Regions from separate parts of the Zea mays genome. Here region 1 is linked to region 2. Evidence: chromatin contacts called from public Hi-C data. All regions are on one chromosome and are shown on one strand. The core of a region is the stretch at or near the end of the contact, and the rest is flanking DNA. Distances in the headings are between cores, read along the strand shown. Region 1 has its middle 27 kb from the start of LOC103653654. Region 2 has its middle 77 kb from the start of LOC100279116.

Evidence for each region. A called contact is a pair of places that touch in the nucleus more often than the background predicts.
Region 1: a contact with region 2 is called in a Hi-C map of ear, with 6 times the contacts expected there. The contact joins two enhancer-like sites. A contact is called at or near these places in 3 of 25 Hi-C or Micro-C datasets (ear, leaf and tassel).

The regions. Positions count from the first base shown.
Region 1 is chr4:126,414,678-126,422,452 of Zm-B73-REFERENCE-NAM-5.0, reverse strand. No RefSeq gene overlaps it. Among protein-coding and RNA genes, the nearest start is that of LOC103653654, 27 kb to the left of the region's middle. Within about 2 kb of position 4,687, at least 15 of the 20 cell types and tissues checked have an H3K27ac peak or open chromatin away from gene starts, as enhancers often do. A contact at or near this core is called in ear, leaf and tassel, where this site is marked.
Region 2 is chr4:126,241,333-126,248,133 of Zm-B73-REFERENCE-NAM-5.0, reverse strand. No RefSeq gene overlaps it. Among protein-coding and RNA genes, the nearest start is that of LOC100279116, 77 kb to the left of the region's middle. Within about 2 kb of position 3,158, at least 17 of the 20 cell types and tissues checked have an H3K27ac peak or open chromatin away from gene starts, as enhancers often do. A contact at or near this core is called in ear, leaf and tassel, where this site is marked.

The DNA.
Region 1 (7,775 bases), core at 3,438-5,937, 170 kb before region 2:
GACCTCAGGGCGGATGCCGCTGCCAGGAGGCCCCCGCCCGTGCCCAAACTCGTGAGGCAAGGACGGGCAAAAGGCCGTAGAGTTGGAGGTCGGTCCGTGGGCGGCCCTGGCTATCTCGTCGGCGGAAGAACCTCTTCCAGCTGCCGTGGCGGAAGCCGGCGCCGAGAGCGGCTCCGAAGCCACTCGGGTCCGAGAGCCAGGCACGCGGCAGCTGCCGGCGCCACGGACGACAACCGCCCTTCCCCCCGATCACTGAGGGAAGGAGCGGGCCACCGCCCACGTAGGGGCCGATCCCAACTCGGCACACTCTCCTCCCCAGCCCTGGTGATGAAAATCCTTGAGGCTGAGGGAGGGGCAGAGGCCGCAGCCCGGTTTGCTTTCCCCCGCCATCGAACTGGAGGTCACCATCTTGGGTGACCGCCGGCGGAGGGGTGCAACCAGGCTGCATGATGAAAATCCTTGAAGCCGAACGATGGCTGAAAGGTACCAACTCCCACGGAGTTGCATTCCTCCAACGACGAGGCGGAAAGACGGCGGGTATCCCCCATCCGGGGGCTTGGAAGGTGGAAAGACACGATGCATAAGGGAGCGCGAAGACATGGTCGCCTTCCAAGGGGGTCACCCTCCTTTTAAAGGCGGCTCTCCCTACTTGCGTCCTCAGTCGTCGTGGGCTGAGTCTCCTCCAACACACCCCAAGGATCTCCCCTACAGCGCGGGGGCTGGGTCCCACACGTCATGCAAGCCGGCTCAGAGCAGAAGAAGCCAAACCGCCGTGCGCGGTGCGTACAACCGCCCAACGGTTACAAGCGGCCCTCCACTTTTGCCCAGACCAGCAGGCGAAAGGGCGGGCAACCATGCAGGCGGCATGCAACCGCGCCAAGTGGGCACACTTCTCCGACTCCCAACACGCCCGGCACAGAGGCCCAGGCCCACGCGTCATGCAACCGGCGCGCCGAATGCTTCGTGCATGCAGCTGCCCCGCCACTTGCGCCACCACCGCGCCTCCTCGACTGCGGAACCAATACCGCGACTCGAGGCGACCCAGCGCACGACCCAGCAGCGCCAACCTGGCGTGACGGTCAATACGGCCAAAAATGGGCCGGCAGTAATGGCGGTGGCAGGCGGGCAGGAGCAGCGGTCACGTCGTCAGCCAAGCCTACGTCCCATCCAGGGGCGACGAGAGAACCCTCTCTCACGGCGTGAAGACAACGCGCCCGTGTTCCGTTCCTCGAACGGCTCGCGCACGCGCAACGGCCGCCTCGCGAACCACTCGCCCCGTCGCATTAACTCCACGGCGGGACAGGCGGCGCCCCTGGCAGGAGAAGCGGGCGACGCTTCGCCTTCGCCATAATGACCGCGTCAGAAAAGGTACGCCGCGTCGTTCGATTTCGTATCCTTTTCCTTTTTTCCTCTTTCTCTCTCTTGCAACAGGGACCGGGAAAGGGGGATACCCCGAAAAGGATCCTTCCCCGTGAAGGAACCAGGCTCCGAGCCTCCCTACTGATAAGAGGTTCGAAGGCTGGCCCCTCGGAAGGGTTCAACAGCCGCCTCAGAGCGCGTGGGCTCCACACCCACTACTGGTCAGAGGTTCGAAGGCCGGCCCCTCGGAAGGGTTCAACGGCCGCCTCAGGCTACTCGGGCTCCGCGCCCACTACTGATCAGGGGTTCGAAGGCTGGCCCCCGAAGGGTTCACAGCCGCCTCAGACACAGAGCGAGGGATGACCATGGGTACGTTCGATACATAACCAAGGCTCGGGCTGCGCTCCCGAGGTACCCTAGGACATTTCCGAGACCAGCGAGAACGATCTTGTAACGGAATCCCATCGGAGGGAGGCATCGAGCCCTCGGACCCCGTCGCCAGGGGACCGGGTCCGGCAGATCACCCGCAGGTACTTTTGGGCGTGCCTCTGGGCCTCTAGCCGACCCCTAACGAATGGGGCACGGACGTCCACTCGGATTACCCGCCTGCAGCTCACCGGAGACACCATGTTCGGCGCCCACCGAGGGCAACATGGCGCTTTCCCCCCCTCCTCCTTGCGGAAAGGCGACGAAGGGGCGTATGTAAAAAAGTCGAGTCTGTCCCTGATCGCCCTCTCGCCCTGTGCGGAGGCTCGGGGGCTGCTCTCGCAAACCCGGCTCCGGCCGAACCGTTGACAGCGTCAACATACCAGCCTGAGAACTTAGGACCCGACCGTACACCCGGGCTACGGCCAGCTCGCATGAGGGAATGACCAGACCAGCCGAAGCATTACGCGAGGCATTAAGACCTCGGAGGAGTCAAACCACTCCTCCGAGGCCTCGGGGGCTACACCCGGCGGGTGCGCTCGCGCGCACCCACCGGAACAAAACGCAACCGAGAAAGGCTCGTCCCCTTGCAAAAAAGTGCGACGAAAGCCTCCAAGCGAGTGCTAACACTCCCTTCGAGGCTCGGGGGCTACTGTCGGGGACCATAATTAGGGGTACCCTCAAGGCTCCTAATTCTCAGCTGGTAACCCCCATCAGCATAAAGCTGCAAAGGCTTGATGGGTGCGATTAAGTCAGGGATCAGTCCATTTGAGGGACTCGATCACGCCTCGCCCGAGCCTAGCCTCGGACAAGGGCAGCCGACCCCGAAGGATCTCCGTCTCGCCCGAGGCCCCCCTCCAGCGGCGAACATATTTCCGGCTCGCCCGAGGCCCTGTCTTCGCCAAGAAGCAACCCTGACCAAATCGCCGCACCGACCGACCAACTCGCAGAAGCATTTAATGCAAAGGTGGCCTGACACCTTTATCCTGACGCGCGCCCTTCAGCCGACAGAGCCGAAGTGACCGCCGTCACTTCGCCGCTCCACTGGCCAGCCTGACAAAAAGACAGCGCCGCCTGCGCCGCTCCGACTGCGGTGCCACTTGACAGAGTGAGGCTGACAGGCAGTCAGGCCCGGCCGCAGGCACCATAGGAAGCTCCGCTCCGCCCGACCTAGGGCTCGGACTTGGGCTAAGCCCCGGAAGACGGCGAACTCCGCTCCGCCCGACCCAGGGCTCGGACTCGGGCTAAGCCCCGGAAGACGGCGAACTCCGCTCCGCTCGACCCAGGGCTCGGACTCGGGCTAAGCCCCGGAAGACGGCGAACTCCGCTCCGCCCGACCCAGGGCTCGGACTCGGGCTAAGCCCCGGAAGACGGAGAACTCCGCTCCGCCCGACCCAGGGCTCGGACTCGGGCTAAGCCCCGGAAGACGGTGAACTCCGCTCCGCCCGACCCAGGGCTCGGACTCGGGCTAAGCCCCGGAAGACGGCGAACCCCGCTCCGCCCGACCCAGGGCTCGGACTCGGGCTAAGTCCCAGAAGACGGCGAACTCCGCTCTGCTCGACCCAGGGCTCGGACTTGGGCTCAGCCCCAGAAGACGACGAACTCCGCTTCGCCCGACCCCCGGGGCTCGGACTCCGCCCTGGCCTCAGCCGTCGGTCTCCGCCTCGCCCGACCCAGGGGCTCGGACTCGACCTCGGCCACGGAAGACAGACTCGACCTCGGCTTCGGAGGAGCTTACACATCACCCAACCTAGGGCGCAGACCAGCCACGTCAATAGGAGGCGCCATCATCACCCTACCCCGAGCTGACTCGGGCCACGGGAACAAGACCGGCGTCTCATCTGGCTCGCTCCGCCAGATAGGCAATGATGGCGCCCCGCATACTCTGTGACGACGGCGGCTCTCAGCCCCCTTACGAAAGCAAGAGGACGTCAGCAAGGACTCAACAGCTCCGACAGCTGTCCCTCCGCCAGGCTCCGGCACTCCTCCGACGGCCACGACATCACACCAGCTGGGTGCCAAAATCTCTCCGGCTGCCACAACGGCATGTACTTAGGGCGCTAGCTCTCCTCCGCTAGACACGTAGCACTCTGCTACACCCCCCATTGTACACCTGGATCCTCTCCTTACGCCTATAAAAGGAAGGACCAGGGCCCTCTTAGAGAGGGTGGGCCGCGCGGGAACGAGGACGAGACAGGCGCTCGTTTGAAGCCGCTCGCTCCCTCTCCCGCGTGGACGTTTGTAACCCCCTACTGCAAGCGCACCCGATCTGGGCGCGGGACGAACACGAAGGCCGCGGAATTTCCACCTCTCTCACGCCCGTCTCCGGCCACCTCACTTCCCCTTCGCGCTCGGCCTCGCGTCAACCCATCTGGGCTGGGACACGCGGCGACATTCACTCGTCGGCTTAGGGACCCCCGGTCTCGAAACGCCGACAATATATATATATATATATATATATATATATATATATATATATATATATATATATATATATATATATATATATATATATATATATATATATATATATATATATATATATATATATATATATATATATATATATATATATATATGCGCGACACAAGAACTCATTATCATATGCATGCATGACATATTTAAACCCAACTTGGTGCAAATAATCACAACTTCATGTTCAAGTTGTCGAGGTGCTTTATGGGAGAAAAAGTATTGTAGTAACGGTGGTTCAAGCTTTGACGCAACTAACAAACCACTCATCGATCTATATACATCGTCAACTCGTCATGATATAAACAAATGTGCGCGCATGCGGCAGGCCACGCGCGTCGCTCCATTTCAGTGCCAGCGAGACTGACCGAGTGACGGACATGCGGGCCCGAAAGCATGCACAAGCAGTCCAGGCCCGCTCAGCAGGTCCAGCAGGCCGTCGAGGCTAGATAGCTCCATTGTTCTTTTTCCAGAGGCCCCAAGAGCAGACGATGTACCGCTCTACTCCATACAAAAGCCCACATCTGGACTGCGATCCTGACCATTACAACCAAAATCAAACAATGCAACGTTACGTTAGATAAGCAAGAATGATGTTGCTAAAAAATATAGGAAAATTTGCCAATGCATGATTGAGGGTACCTATACCATATGTAGAACCGACCAAGCAGCAACTGCAAAGATGAACCTCATGTCAAAATCACAAACAACTAGCACATTTTAATATGTATATATCCATGACGCTATGTGTGGTTGACCACTTCATCTGCTAGCACTACCAAAAGAACATGTGAAAAATATATTGCTCCAATAGCGACTTTGGTGTATGGCCAGGAACAACCTGTCACACCCAGATTTAAGGGATAAAGTCGGATGCCCGGATACATCTCATATATACGCCAAAAAAACAACACATACAATAACAGAATGTATAGAGATAAATGTCACAATAAAATCAGAGTACTTATTACATAGCGGAAGTCTTACAAAATAAAAGATAAATATAAAACGAACTAAAGTCCATCCTTGGCGCCACAAAGTCGACTGGGAGACGCCACCTAGATTAAGTTGAACTCCTCGTTGTGTGACTCCTCTTGAACCACCTGTTTTTCTGCTGGGGTGTGATGCAACAAGGGTGAGCTCACACCCGTTCATCGCTCAACAAGTTGTGGAAAATAATGTGCATGAACTCACCAAAGGTGTGGGAGTTCATATGATGTGTAAGACTGATCAACAATAGAGGTTAAAGCTAAGTGTTAGGGACTTGTTCTCAAATGCTATGAGTTAAGAACAAGGCAACACAAAATGTTAATGATTAAAGATCTTCGTCCTTTGAAGCATTATCTCCCTTAGGATATATTGATCTTCAGACGAAGGTTATGAATGGCGTACCTTCATCATCTCAATATGTAATTAAGTAAGTAGAAGTATATGAAAAATAGAAAATAACATGGATAATTACATGACATCATTAGAGCATTTTTCTTATCTTATCACGAATAAATATGAACAATATTAAATTTTATTTATATCTTTGGCTTGACATAAGGTAAAAATTCAAAAATGACGTGCGAGTGAATACAAGTCAGCATGAACAGTACGGTGTCACTGTTCATCTATTTATAGGCACAAGACGTAGCCTGTGTAGAATTACATTCATGCCCTCGACATTTACTATTGACTTAGAGAAATCTATCGAGGACTAGACAACCTTTTTCCCTTTAAGTCGGTTTTATTTTCCATCGTTAAGCCGAAGCTTCTTCACGGGTAGCTTCGGCACTGATTCATCCTTCTCTCGAACCGCTTCATCCCATGTCCGAAGGTTCCTGTACATATATTATACTTAAGAAACTGTAACACCCTGAATTTGGGGGTATAAATTTTTTTTCTAATATTCACCAAATTCATGTGTTACCCTCTCTTTTCCTTGCTTTTCTTTTCTTTTTCCTAAATAGTGAAGAGTTATTTTGTTTTTATGTCTAGGTGTAAGCCTTAAAATAAAAATCTTAGAGGAACTTTGACTGTTGCATTCATGTCGATGCATAGTGTTTATGAGTGCAAAATATTATCGTAACAGATTAAAATATCTCGAGGATGTTCCCAAAAGTTTTTAAAATCTTCGGAATGTTTTTTCGAGCGTTGAATATGAATTTCAGTTTTTCTAATATTAATTAAATACCTAAAATTTAGTATTTGCAAATAACTATAAAATTTTGGAAACTCAATTCACTACCGGAATCCGGCCCTTTGCTGAGTGCCGGCGTCTTTGCCGAGTGCTTTTTATCGGGCACTCGGCAAAGAAGACTTTGCCGAGAGCCACACTCGGCAAAGTACGACTCTCAGTAACGAGCTAGTTTACCGAGTGCAGGACACTCGGCACAGGACCACACTCGGCAAAGACTTGTTTGCCGAGTGTCAAACACTCGGCAAATAAGGTGCTCGGCAAAGGGCCGTCAGCGGCCGTCCTAAAGCTGACGACCGTCAGCCTTTGCCGAGAGCCGAGGGCTGGCACTCGGCAAAGAACTCTTTACCGAGTGTCTTGTATAGACACTCGGCAAACCATATTTTTGTTTTTTACATTTTGGCCACCAAACTTTTTGTGGAATGTTACTACACTATGTAGACCTACATGTACCATTTTGGGACAAATATAACAGTGTTTGCAATAGCTAGTAGATTTAGTTCGTTTATTTGAATTTCTTCGGAAAATTCAGATTTGAACTGCAGGTCACTCGAAACTTAGAAAATCGTGCATGCAAAAATGATATCCATGCTACTTAGCACAAGTTACGACCGATTTTAGGAGCGGACCGGAAACTTCGAGCACCATGCTCACTCAACATGGCCGTGAACTTGTCATCCAGATGTTTAAAAATTGTATAAAACACAAACAAAGTCAGAAAATCATGAAACGTGTCCATGTGTCATGATATCATATGTAGAGGCTGTGATAAAAATTTGAAAAAGTTTCGAGAAAGCTGTGACGCACTATGTGTACAAACCTAAGAGATCCACATTGAAACTCCATGATTTCATGTGTAGTTCTCTTAGGTTTCTACACATACTGTCTCACAACTTTCTCCAAACATTCTCAATTTTTTATCACAACCTCTACATATGATATCATGACACGTTGACAGGTTTTATGATTTTATGACTTTGTTTGTGTTTTATACAATTTTTAAACACCTGGATGGCAAGTTCACGGACATGTTGAGTGAGCATGGTGCTCGAAGTTTCCGCTCCGCTCATGAAATCGATCGTAACTTGTGCTAAGTAGCATGGATATCATTTTTACATGCACGGTTTCCAAGTTTCGAGTGACCTGCAGTTCAAATCTGAATTTTCCGAAGAAATTCAAATAAACGAACTAAATCTACTAGCTATTGCAAACACTGTTTGTAACACCCCTGGTGTTACTATTACTAAAACTTGAGCATGACATCATAAGCATTGGCATTGCATATGTTTGACACACCTAGAGTGCATTCACTAGGCAAAAATTTCAAACAAGTTGT
Region 2 (6,801 bases), core at 1,909-4,408:
ACCGCCCTTCCCCTAAGGGACCCTGTTGGTACTGAGAACGGTGGGCCCAAGCAATCGGGAGCAGTGTGACAGGTGGCAAATAGGTGACACAGAAGCATGGCCAAATGTTAGGCAGGGAATTGTAGCGTATTGTTGTGTGTGTCCCATCCGTGTATAGAAAGGGTGTATTTATAGGTAACTGGGGTGGGTAGGTAGACTAATGTACCATTATGCCCCCGGTTACCTGCTACATTCTTGGAATATTCCACACAACGGGGCCATTACACAATGGAGGATGCTTAAGGTCGTCGCCTAGATGTTGATCCCTTCGCCTTGTGGAGACCGCCAAAAGCATCTTCGTCATGAAGTTGTCTTCGTCCTGTGAAGGGGGCCTTCACCCGTAGCGGCACAAGAAACGGGGAGCCCCACTTCTTGCATAGTCCTCCACGCAGTTGCCTTCGCGCGGGGGTAGTCGAGGACCTCCTTGCTAACAGGAAACGAAGTCTCCTACCATTCTGGTCCTTTCATTCAAACATGGTTAACTCTAGCTAGGTAAGTCTAATTGAGGTTGGGTTTGGCCTTTGCTCCAACACTAGCCCCACCCCCTGAGGGATTGCTAGTGTGATAAGTATTTCTCCTTATCGAATAATCTTCTAGATGGTGATCCACCATGAAGTGTGATAAGTATTTCTCCTTCACCTTTTCACGCCTTTGGGTGTATTGTCGCATGTCCTCTTCTTGCTTCATAATGTTTTAGAAGCACTGTTGATCGTTAGTCGATAGCTCTTCTTGGGTCGGTTTGATAATGTTGTTGGTGAAGAACTCAGCATGATCATTGGAACCAACCATTGGAAGCCAATTTTAGTAGATCAAGGAATGTCCCCAGTAGAGTCGCCAAAAAAGTGTGTTGTCGCCTTTTTGGGCAAAACACTAATGATCCCTAGATCATGCTTGCTTGGAACGAGACCTTGGGAATTTCTTTACGGGAGCGTAGACTGTCCGCGATAGGTCACTGGATCGTCCGTGACTCTAAACAAGGAGCTCCACACTTCTCTGCAAGCATGTGGATCGTCCGCGTGTAGGCGGCTGACCATCCACGAGGGCATAAAGGGCTTCATGAATCTCCTGCAGAATCTAGATCTCACTTCCCGGTAGGGACCCGTCGAGAGGAGAGATCCTAGCATTGTCTTGGGGTCGACAGGACACCCAAGACACCTCAAAACGATGTTGAGCCAAAGAGAGATGAAGATTGAGATTAAGAAACTATGACTAAGGCTAAATTACTTCTACTCCTAGTGCATACGATCGGTCGTACCACTTCATATACATATATAGGGGAAGGTCTGAACCCGTTCCTAGGCGATCTCCAACAGTTTCCAGCGAGGTTTGTTAAGATAATCGCGCAAGAGATAAACATTCTAGCCTGAATCAATCTAATCATGGACCATCTGGGCTATCATGCGGACCGTCCAGGTGCCAAATCTAGTGCTTAACACCAATGATGAAAATCATTTTTACTGCTAGTTTGGACAAAAAGTCGATAGTAGAATACGATTTTTTCACCGATATTTTTCCCTTAGGTTGTTGTTTGATATTTTTTATTCTATACTAATGATGATATATTATCACCATCCATTTTGATAAAATAGATGATAAAATAAGGTTGTAAAATCAATTAGATAGTACACCCTCCGTCCTAAAATATAAGACATAACTACTTTTTTCTAGATATAACTACTTTTTCTCTATATATACGTACATCGATACAGTAGCATAGAAAAATTAAATATATTTATTGGTTTTTAAATCAGAAGTGTTTACGCCTTATACACTGAGACAAAGGGAGTAGTGGCAACACCAAGCCACTGATGCAGGCTAAGTTGGACCTGCACAACCATACCTTCAGCCCGGTCAAGGCTAGGGCTGGACAAAAAACTCGTGACACGGTAACTCGCTCGACTCGACTCATTAGTGACTCGACTCGGCTCGATTCGTTTAAAATGAGTCACGAGCTGAGCTAACAAATTAACTCGGTTCTTAACGAGTCAAACTCGAGCTGGCTCGTGAGTTACTCGCGAGCCAAACGAGTTGTGCAAATCTGCAATGGCCTAGCCCACCCATATGGAGCAGCCCAGCCACACGATACGGCCCACATAGGACACGCCGTTCTTCAGCCCAGCCATACGGGCGGCCCACACAACCAGCCACACCAAAGTCCAATTAGCCTCTCGGTGGCTCACTGGCTTGGCCGCACGCCGCCCGCACCGCATGCCGCTTCTTCTGGCTTCTCCCTGCGAGCTGCCCTCTCGGTCTCTCCCTCTCTCTCCCAAAATCTAAACCCTAGACTCCTAGAGCCGCCGACCGCCGTTGTCCGTGGAGCAGCCGAGCAGAGCAGGCTGCAGCGCCACCGCGCCGGTGTGCGGCGTGTGCCCTCCGACCTCCGCCCGTCTGCCCTCCGCGCGGCGCTCATGTTCTTCGCAGTCTGCCCGTCTTCCCCGACGGCGCCCTCGGCCCTCGCCCTGTTCGGCTGTCCGGCGCCTACTTGCACATCGTCGGTCGTCGGCTCGCCTCCATGAAAGCTCAAGAACCGGATGGCTTATGGTAACTTTGATAATGAGCTGGCTCACGAGTTAATCGAGTCAGACCGAGTTACCAAACGAGCCGAGCTCAGCAGGTTCTCCAGCTCGTTATCATAACGAGTCGAGTCGAGCTAACTCGTTATCATAACGAGCCAACTCGAGTCGAACCGAGCCGAGTCGAGCCAGCTCGATATCCAGCCCTAGTCAAGGCACAAGTTTTATTTGTTGGGAAAACAACTTATGTAAAACGGTGAAAAACAGATTATGCTTATTCTCTTACTGTCTGTTTTTAGGTTCTTCTGAGAGAAAACTGAACCCATAAACTGTTGTGAAAACGTTTAATTTTTAGTACAGATTCTTCTTAAATTTGTGAAAAAGTTATGAAATAAACGTGCCAAAGAGGCCCCGCCGGCCAAGATGTAGTGACTTGGAACCGTGTCCACTGTCCAGACAAACTCATCAGTCATCAGACTTGGCTTACCCGGTCGGTTTTGATATGGGCTGGTATCACAGGTCGATTGGTACGGTTTGCACTGGCCCATGTATAGTTGGATTCTGTACTTTGAACACCCTTCAGTCCAGTCCAGTGGGCACAGGCAAAGCGAAATGTCCGGGTCCGGCATACCCTACCTACGACTACGACACCGACGAGTACTCTTTGTATATATATCATACAAGGGAAAAAAACTAGTGGCTGCTGGCAGCACGTGACACGGAAGGCCCAAGAGACGCGGCCCATGGGTCAAGAAGTCCAGTATCTAATTTCGATTAGAAGGAGACGGAACATGTCGCCTGCCTGACGCACGGTGGTGGCGTTGCTCGTATCATACTTGTTTTGATATTTTCTCGTTTGATTCAGATCCGAGGATACATACAAATATTATCGAGTTGTGTCAGATACAAATTAGAATTGACATTCAACTTTGAATATACCGATATAAACTGGATACGGATACAGAATAGCCAGACTCGAAAACGAATTGGATTCCAGTTTTTTTCTAGACGAATCGAACTCGAACACAGACCAATAACATCCATACCATTTACACCCGGATATCTTGCACGTCTCTAGACTTCCAGTTCATACGTGTCTTGGTCCACTACTTTGGAGCGCTCTGCCGCGTTCAGGGAATACCGACAAGGGGTGCAGGCATGCATGTCTGAATTTGAGGCAGCACCGGTGCACTGATCCAATAGTAGTCATGGCGCCAAGGAGTCAGCCACACAATGGTTCTGCTGGTGAAGGTTCGGCGCGTAAGGACACGACATGACACGATCCATCCATTCCGAAAGGGACAGGCAGATCGTTACCACCACCAGAGATTGGAGCCCGTGGCCATGTCGCAGTTGCTTGCCGTTGACAAACCGGGCAGAAGCATAGGGTGGTGTTGGTGTCTGGTTCCCGGCCCTTGCATTGATCGTCTCTTTTGCATGGGTGCTGTGTTCGCTGGCTGCTGGCCAGGTTTGGCTATATGCCTATACGCGGACGCAATCCGGCATGATCATATATGCATGTATATGACTTGCTGGAATGAAATGGGATGGGATGAATTCAGGGGTTGTTACAAATTCACGTCTGTCGGAGAACGTACGGATTTCAGGGCTTGCTAGTGTCTGCATCAACCTTTTGTTGGAGAGACGGCAACTTTGGTCTAGATAATGCGCGCTTGTGGTGTAGCAGTAAGCAATTAGGTGAAGAAACAAGCAGGTCTGCTCCCATGTTTCACCTACCAACCACACTCCTGCCCCGCGCGGTACAGCGTCTGGATGCGCCGACCGGTCGCACTAATTAAGCCGGTGCAACTCGCTCCGGCCGTAGATGAAGAAACAAGCAGCGCCCTGCACCCAAGTCCCAGCCAAGGAGCTGAGCCACCGGCAGCCAAGCACAATTTGAATAATGACAAGCCGGTTAAACTTTGTAACAAAGGTTATAAATTAGAATGAGGAGAGTATATGCATGGATCTATTTGGTTCAGCTATAGATTTTTAAAATCTGATTGTAGTTTTGAGGAACCTATTGTGAGCTCACAATTGTGAAAAAACTAACATTTATTTGGTTGAAACAGCTGTCACTTATATATTTTGTAGAAAAGCTGTCACTTATATATTTTATAAAAAATGTGTGACGAACTTGTAACATGAATGACAAAAAAAACTGAAAATATAGGGTAAGAGGTGATTCTTGTTAGGATACCTTGTTATTCTGTTAGCATATCCCATTATTTTTGGCTGGAGCTGCGCCTCCATTCTCGGCAGGTTGTTGCCTTGCTTGTACATATCTGCATGTATCTTTTGATCTATAAATACATGCACAGCCCCATGGGGGTAGATGTGCCTTGCGCCATTCAACATGGTATTGGAACCATTGATCCAGTAGACGCCAAACTCATCCATCACATCTTCTCTTATGTCTTTCTCTCCCCAGATCACCATGACCGATACTTCTTCTTCCCTGCCCACATACAGCCATTCGTTGCTGGCACAAAAACGACGACAGCTACAACACTGATCCTCCATCGACGGCTGTGGCGCACACCTCCTCGTACACAATTGATCCAAACTGGTATGTCGACACAGGTGCCACAGATCACATCACCAGCGATCTTGACCGACTGGCGCTGCGTGAACGCTATCACGGTGGTGAGCAAGTCCAGGTCGGCAATGGTGCAGGTTTGCAGATTTTACACACTGGTCATTCTACAATTAATTCCGATCATCGCCCACTTGCACTACGTAACATTTTGCATGTCCCAGATATCTCAAAAATCTTCTTTCCGTCCAAAAATTTTCACGTGAAAACGATGTGTTTTTTGAATTCCATCCGTCCTATTTTTCAATTAAGGATCGTCGGACAAGGAGAAGACTCCTGGAAGGGCGGTGTAAAGGCGGGCTCTACCCAATCCCATTTTCTGATCAACAGATCCTCAAGCATGCACTCATAAGTCGACCAATCAGTCGCGATGACTGGTATGCACGGTTGGGGCACCCATCTAGTCAAGTTGTCCACTCTATTTTACATCTTAATAAAATTACTTGTACCAAACAGTTAGAGTCCGTAATTTGTAATGCGTGTCAACTTGCCAAGAGTCATCAATTACCTTATAATTCTTCTATTCATCGCTCTACTTGTCCTTTAGAACTTCTTTTCTCAGATGTTTGAGGTCCCGCTCCAACATCTGTTGGTGGTTATAAATACTATATTAGCTTCATTGATTATTTCAGTAAATTTTTCTGGATCTATCTTATGCATGATCGTTCTGAAGCTACTAGTGTGTTCTTACAATTCCAAACTCATGTGGAACGCCTTTTGGGCACTAAGATTAAATGCATTCAATCTGATTGGGGTGGTGAATATCAGAAAATACACAATACCTTTTTTCGCTCTCTTGGCATTGCTCATCGTGTGTCATGTCCTCACACCCATCAACAAAATGGATCCGCAGAACGCAAATACCGTCACATAGTTGAAACTGGTCTAGCTCTTCTTGCTCACGCTCACGTGCCCCTCAAATTTTGGGATGAAGCTTTTCTCGCCGCAGCCTACCTCATCAATCGAATGCCTACTTAGGGTCATTGACAACAAAACTCCTATCGAACGTCTTTTTGGTACCACTCCAAATTATTCTATGTTGCGTATTTTCGGTTGTGCATGCTGGCCAAACTTGCATCCATATAATAAGCATAAACTTTCTTTTCGCTCTAAGGAATGCGTATTTATCGGCTATAGTGCTTTACATAAAGGATACAAGTGTTTAGATATTGATTCAGGGCGTGTCTATATTTCTAGGGATGTTATATTTGATGAGGGTGTTTTTCCTTTCTCAAAAACATTGACCCAACAATCACAGCCAAATCTATCCTCTCCATCGCATGATTTACGTATGTTGCATTTGGGCAATGGTGGTAATTTTATTGGAAATGATCATGTGTTATCTGTACCTGCTAACCCTCCAGTAACAGAACGTCCGGTAATATTTCCTTCTGCACAGGAACCATACCCAAGGCTATCGCAATTGGTTACAGGCTCTCCTGAACATTCTGGCGATTCTTCTACTGATATGGCTGACACGTCTCTAAAAACCATGTCGGGACCCGGTGTTCAAACAGAATCCGTCTCCGGAACCGCAGAACCCGCTGGGTCGGTGGCCTTGGAGTCTCTGCCAACATACGTGCTTCATCCTAATATTCCTCCTCAACAGCTGGCAGGCCAAACTCCACCAGAACGTGTACCCCATGCAACAGC